Regions from separate parts of the Mus musculus genome. Here region 1 is linked to region 2. A link is a contact called in public Hi-C data. All regions are on one chromosome and are shown on one strand. Each heading gives the region's core, a stretch centred on a gene start, on an enhancer-like site or on the middle of the called end of the contact. The rest is flanking DNA. Distances are from core to core; before and after follow the strand shown. Region 1 holds the start of Exoc5 (exocyst complex component 5). Region 2 holds the start of Ddhd1 (DDHD domain containing 1).

Region 1 (3,344 bases), core at 268-2,767, 3.4 Mb after region 2:
CTCCAGACATTTACATCTGAGGAACAGCAATAAATTTTTCCTAGGTGTAATTATAACTTTTACTCAAATCACTTTCATTACAACTTACAATTTAGGCATGCTATTTCTCTAAACAAATGCAGTATCTATGCTAGGAATGACTGCAAGTCAACGTTCAGTAACAAAAAAAAGTAACTGAAAAGTTAGATTTTTTTTTTAATGGAAACAATGGCATTTAAAATTCACGCCACAGAACACGCTGATGCTCAATGGATACAATTTTCACCTATGGTGACATTCTTAACTGTGAACTGCAGTGTTCTCTACAACTTACACTTCTGCTGCTATGGAGTAATCACGCCCCAGCGGGGGAGAAGGTGTATTCCTCATTTTTCTTCATATGACTACTTCTATTTTTTTCCACACAAGAAGATACTGTTTCATTGTCTTGTAACCCCATTCCATTATCTCAAACCTCACCGCTTCTGACACTGACACGCCACAAAATCCAACTGTCAAGTTTAAATATTGAAACACTCAAGAAAATGCACCTGAACGCTCCCACAGCTTCTCACAGCCCAAGGATCCTTTAACTAGCAGTCGGAGGGTTCCACAGCAATTAAATGCAGTAAGATGTGTCGCTTCCCTTCCGTGCTGAGGCTAAGTAGGCCTTTATTGTCCTTAAAAGAATCCTCCCAGCCTTTTCGACTGTAAGGTAAGACGGCAGGCACCCCAGGGCCGCTTCTGAGCTTGTCGGAACCTCGGCACCGAGGAGCCCCCCAGAGTCTCCATTCAGATGCCCCCTGTAGCACCGTCGCGAGGATCCGCACAGCAAGACCCGGCTCGCCGGCCCTGGGCTCCGGAGTCAGCCCTGCCCACTGCCCGTCCGGTCTCCGGGACGTCTGGCCGCCCTGCCACCCGAGCCGGCCCAGCGTCCCGCCGCCACCCGCCCCTCCCCCGCCGCCGCCGCCGCCGCCCGCCGAGCCCCGGGACCCACCTCGAAGAGCTCGGCCGTCGTGGCCATGCCGGCCGGCTGAGAGGCTCGCCCCGCGCTCGAGGCCGTCTCCGCTTCACATGCTGCGCCTCAGCGGCGCCGCTCACCAGTCCCAGCTCGGCCTACCGCCTCCGGCCCGGGCTGCGCACCGCTGCTGGCTGCCCCGGTCCTCACACAGCGAAGGCAGAGAGGGAGAGCAGCCATGAAGCGGAGCCGCAGACGCCTGTCAGCTGCCTCCCGGCGCCGCCCGCGCCGCTCCCATTGTCACCGCCTCGCACGCCGGAAGTGGGGCTGCGCGCGCCCGGCCGACTTCGCGGGGCGGGCGAAAGGAGCGAGCGGCGAGCGGGCCGCGGAGGCGCTCGTTTGCGACAGGGTGACGCGTCTTGAGCCTCGCGGGCCGCCGTCCCGGAAGTGGGCGAGAAGAGTATTCCAGTCCCTTGAGATTCCGGGTGTAGGTTCTTAAGACCTTCTGAGGAGTGTTTTAATCTCTTGAAGGGACCGGGAGACTTGAGTCACCTCACCCGGAAGAGCGAGCATCTCCAGTGAGCTCTTGCGGCTCAGGGAGAACCCGGACGTTGCCTGGTACAGCCCATCTAGAAGGCGGGGTCTACTTTGGCTGGATGGCGACCTTAGTTTCTACATCGCTCTGATACTTGGGAGGCTTAACCATGGCCCTGCGGGCAGTGTGGCTCATACGTCACGAACCAGGAACTCCACTTGGAGGCACCGTCAGATTCTCCAGGTAATTGCAAGTCTGGATCCTCAGGCATGATGGGTCCAAGGATGAATCTAAGCAGGAGTTTTTGTGGTGCGCTGAGTCTCAGCTGTCCCAGGAGCAGCTAGCAGGGTGCCCTTGGGCAATTTAGGCTTTCTACGTTTATCTCACTTTGTTGTAAGGAATGAGTTGCTTGTTACATGATGCTACATGTTTTCTAGTATTACTGCTATTGTATCTTTATTTATTTATATATTTGAGACAGGATTCATGTATACCTGGCTGTCCTAGAACTTGATACGTAGACCAGGCTGGCCTTGAATTTACAGATACCTCCAGAGTGCTGGGATTACAGGTGTGGGCCACGACACCCGGCTATACTAATGTATCTTTAAAATTAATTCCATCTGTTTAAGTTTGGTACAAAAATGATTGCTTAAAGAACGTTATAGTTTGCAGCTTCTAGTGGGTGAGCAAAATAGAAGTGTGAAAAATTAAATTACAGTCACCTTTTTATCCAGGTGGCATAAGTGGTTTGGTCCCACCTTTAGAATTTGCCATATCTTACCAAGATAATTCTATGGAGAGGACTCTGCAGTTCTTTATATTAGATATTAACCCCGATATAAAGTATAGCTGGCTAAGTTCCCCCCAGTCTATAGGCTGTCTCGCCACTTTGCTTGTAGTTTTATTTGCTTTGCAGAACTGTTTTGATTTCAGGAGATCCCATCTGTCAGTTCTTGAAGTTGTTACCTGTCTCTTGGCATTATTTCTAAGAAGCCTCTGTGTTAATGAGTAGATGTGTGTTCTTGGAAAGCAGCAATGTATGGTAGAAAGGTGACCAATTTTAAATCTCTTCGAATGTAAACCAGAAAGCATTTGAATGGTGTAACTGAGGAACTCAGTTATTAGGTTTTTGTTGCTGTGGTTTTGAGACAGAGCCTCACTGTGTACCACTGGCTTACCCAGAATTCACTGTGTAGACCAAGCTAGCCACAAACTCATAGATACCCTCCTGCTTCTGGTTTCCAAATACTAGAATTAAAGGAATGCAACAACCATGACCCCCATTAGTTGTTAGTTTTGCTTACATTTCAGTAACACATGTACCTGGTGTCTACCATACTGGATAATGCAGCTCTAGATACTTGAACTGTATGAATCTATGGTTTTCTTTATTTACATTCCTTAATGATAGGGTCCAAGCTGCCTCTACCTTTCAGAACAGTGCTATCTAGTAAACATCCTCAAACAGGGCCTTAGAACATGTCTGTACTGATTTAACAAAATACTGACAAATAGCTTCCCTGAATGCAAACAGAGTCATTAGAAATCAGTGAATTGGGCTGGAGAAATGGCTCAGCAGTTAAGAGCACTGACTGCTCTTCCAGAGGTCCTGAGTTCAGTTCTCAGCAACCACGTGGTGGCTCAAAACCATCTGTAATGTGATCTGATGCCCTCTTCTGGTGTGTCAGAAGACAACTATAGTGTACTCATATACATAAAATAAATAAACACTTAAAAAAAAAGAAATCGATGAATTTCTGTATTTCCCTGACTCTTATTTTAATTTTACCAGTAAAGGAGAACTAATTTCTATTTGTATACCTTTCTGTAACAATATTCATTAGACTCTTGAAATACCTTTTCTGTGAA
Region 2 (3,669 bases), core at 935-3,434:
TGTGCTAGCACATACAACTACTAAGTCCGTCCTCAGTGAGTTTATAATCAAGAGGTGACCTAACAGAGTCCATATGAGTCTCATCTTTAAAAAACTAACAACCTTTATTGCCTTTATTGTCCTGAAGAGTAGCAAGAAATTTCCTGCTATGCTACCTATACCTGACTTGGAATGTGCTGAATCTGCCATCATAGTTACTTGCACCTAATGCATGCATGCTTTAGCATTATCAGAATCACTGATGCAATTCGGTACCAAGTCATCGAATACCTGCTTTATGAGTACAAAGATAAAGGTGGTGGACTCTGACCAGAAGCTACTAAATAAACCGAAAGGAAGCTAAGCCATCAATACACATAATTAATATAGATCAGAATAAATAATATAAGATGTATAGAGGGCCAAAAGATCAGGAAAAGACATTTGAGTAAGGGCACTGAAGCCCATAAAGTTAATACTGTATGGTACAAATTATTGATGGCCAATAACTTGTTACTACTACATATCATATATATTAATAACTGCTGCATGCCACGTCAGATTATGGATTACCCTTCCTCATTCTGATTTTAAACCTACCCGTGTTGCCTAAAGCATCGTTCAGACCTTTATGACAGTCCCATTTAACAGATGTGAAAACCGAGGTCGTGCAATTTTTCTAGGTTAAGAAGCAAAAGTAAAAATATGTAAAAAGGACCCAAGAGATATGAAAACATTCTATACAGAGGGTACGGACCCACTTCGCACTGCCACTTCCTGCAGTTCTTTCCTCTTGTGCCCAACACATCCACTGTGAATAACACATTGTAACTCTCCTTTCCCGTCAGGGCTTTTCTCTTCTCAGGTTTTAAGCTGAACTGTTGATTCTCATAAAAACACTCAAGCATTTCCACTCACTCCAGGACATGTTATTTAAATCACAGGAGCTTCAGGAGACACGAGACCGAATCAGATATCCAGGTGGACAAAGCCCCTGGTACGGTCAAGAAACTAAAGCTACTGGCTTGGGGATCCGTTCCTGGATACCCTCCAGGGGATGGCAGCAGCACTCTACTCACCCAGGAGGCACAATCCCCGGCGGAATCCTCCCCTCCTGACCCCGCTAGCAGCTTGGGCGCTGCCATCTGCTCTTTTACCCTTCACCTGCCGAGGCACCCCGCGCAACCTGCATCCTAACCCGAGGCAGGCATCGCGGGGGCAACCGAACCCCCAAACGCCGTCCAGCGCGCGCCGAGCCTGGCCCGCCCCTGGCCAGCCACTTACGGTTCCAGTACACCGGGTAGCACTCTCCTTGAGTGACATCCACCTCGTAGAGGCCGCCGCGCACGCACACCGGCTCGATGGTCACCAGCTCCTCCATCTCCGGCTCAGGCCCCGCCGCGCGCGGGCAGAAGCCGCAGGCGCTGTCCTCCTCGTCTTCCTCCCCGAAGCTGGAGCTTGGGCCACACACCCGGTCTCCATCGCGGCCCGCCGCCCGGGCCTGGGCGCCCGTGGTCTGCAGCAGGGTCCGGAAGGCGAGCTCGATGCGCAGAGAGTCGTAGCCGATGAAGGGCTTCCAGGTCTTCTTGTCTTCCTTGTAGAACCAGCGCACCTCCTCGGGGCCCAGCTCCGTCACCACCTCGTAGCGGTGCCGGGCGGCTGCGCCGCCGGGCCGGGCGCGCTTCCTGTCCCCGGGGCCCCCTCCCGCCGCCCCGCCGCCCCCCGAGTTCTGGGCGACGAGCGGCGGCGGAGGCGAAGAAGAGCTGCCGCCGCCCGCGCTCTCGCCCTCGCTGTAGTAGCGCAACGACGAGCCGGACTCGGCCGAGCTGAAGTCGTAGGTCTCGTCGCTGAGGCACGGGTCCAGAGCCAGGTGGCTCAGGTCGTCGGCGCCCGGTGCCAGGTGCAGCGGCTCGGCGCGCAGCAGCGACAGCGGCACGCTGTCGCCCGGCTGGTGCTCGAAGCAGCAGCCGCCGCCGCCGAACACGCCCGCCGCGTCCGAGCCCAGCTCCCAGGCACCGCCGCCGCGGCCGTTACGCTCGGGGCTCCGTGGGGCGCCGCGGCCCGGGTAGTTCATGCCGCCGGCGCTTCCGCCACACGCGCATCCGACGCCGCCGCCCTCTCGGCCCGGACTTTATAATCTTTCAAATCCCGAGCAGGGCAGCAGCTGCGGCCGAGGCGACTCCGCCTCCCCGCCGGCCCCCGGCCGCCGCAGCGCCGTTCCGGGGCCCGCCCCATTGTTACGCAGCCCTGCGTGGGCGGGGCCACAGGGGCCCCGCCCCCAGCCGCGCGCGCCTCCCCGGAAGGCCCGAGGACTCTGCTGGAGCTCCCGTTTGGCGCTAGGCTGTACGTAGTCTTCCGCGCCTGGAAGCGGGGGTCAGACGGGGTCGCGGCGGTCTCGGCATCCGTGGAGCCCCTGCCTCACGACTTTCGACGCAGTGGCTCCGCCCCCTCGCTTCCACGCCCCTGGATGCCAGCCGCAGTGAGGCTCTCGCCCACTCATCTTTACACTTTCGGGTCATGAGCCCCGTGGGTGATTCAGCTGTATGCCCAGAGGGGCCCTGGAAGTTGCTAGCTCACGTTCCTGGCTTTAGGCCTGCTTTCAGCATCCGAAAGACCTGCTCGGTCACCTGGTTTGGCCCTTTCCCAACCTTCAGCCCATTCATACAGAAGGCACCCCACCTCTACGCCTGCTGCTCACCTGGGCACGACCACTCCCACTTACAAAACTGGCGTCCTAGAGTCACTGTGCCAGTTCTTTAGATTGCTTGCCCTCTTGTCCTTATGCTTCCTGTTCTTTCTGTAGTGCAGTAAGGCCTTGGATGGAAACCAAGTCCCTATGTCTTAGTCTTTTCCCACAGTCTGTGCGCATTCGATGTACCTTGGTTATAACTAACTGGTCTTGCCAGCCTTGTGTGGTAGATTATTAGACTGAAAGAGGAAAAAAAAAAAAACAAAAACCTAGGTTCTAAACTCAGCTTTGCCACCTCCAGGCAAGTCACTTAATCTCCTTTATCTATTTGTCTTATTCCTTGCTATAAGTAGGAGATCGTTGCACCGGACGGTCTCTAGTAATTCTATGGCTTTTAAGCCTTCCCAAGTTTGGTTTGGTTTTTGTTTTTAGTATAACTCTGATTCTGTAACTCACTTCCTGGTTTCAGGGAGACACGGAGGCTCTGTTATGTTAGACTTCCAAGACAGAGTAAAGAGAAGACAGAGACCAGAGTCTGACCTCAACAGATGGACAGTTTATTTCAAACAAAGAAGGAAAGACACTCTCCGGAGGGAAATGGGTGTCTTAGAAGGGAGTAAACTAGCTGGGGCCCTTTATAGAGGCAAGTGGGTGGCTTGGAAATGAAATTCTTGCAGCCATAGAGCTATGTGTCGGTCTATGATGTACCTTTCCTGGAATTATCTGTTTTATTAAAAGGCAGTTCATTTTGGGGAACAGGCTGCCCCAGCAGAGATTATTTGGACTGTGGCTGACTGATGAGTTTGGTCAAGGTCAGCTGTAACTTCATAGAAATCCTGTTTTATAGCTGAGGCACTCTGTCACCTCAGACCATTCTCTTAAATTGAAAAAAAAATTCATTTTATAAACCCATCCTATCTTGAGAAAACAATCTCCAATCTTGCTCTTACTTCAAGAACAGACAGTCTTCACTGTTAATGTTTACTTTGTGGAAACAGGTC

What was found. Hi-C and Micro-C count contacts between places; a contact is called where the count stands out from the background.
Region 1: a Hi-C map of CD4 T cells shows a contact between it and region 2, with 7 times the contacts expected there. The contact joins the promoter of Exoc5 here to the promoter of Ddhd1 in region 2. A contact is called at or near these places in 2 of 484 Hi-C or Micro-C datasets (both in CD4 T cells).

Annotation. Positions count from the first base shown.
Region 1 is chr14:49,065,150-49,068,493 of GRCm38.p6, forward strand. It overlaps Exoc5 (exocyst complex component 5), which reads right to left and starts at 1,518. Exons shown (of 18, transcript NM_207214.3): 1 at 977-1,518. The coding sequence starts at 1,003. It overlaps Ap5m1 (adaptor-related protein complex 5, mu 1 subunit), which reads left to right and starts at 1,400. Exons shown (of 8, transcript NM_144535.5): 1 at 1,400-1,715. The coding sequence starts at 1,642.
Region 2 is chr14:45,655,959-45,659,627 of GRCm38.p6, forward strand. It overlaps Ddhd1 (DDHD domain containing 1), which reads right to left and starts at 2,185. Exons shown (of 14, transcript NM_001042719.2): 1 at 1,264-2,185. The coding sequence starts at 2,053. It overlaps Mir5131 (microRNA 5131), which reads right to left and starts at 2,095; the gene lies at 2,003-2,095.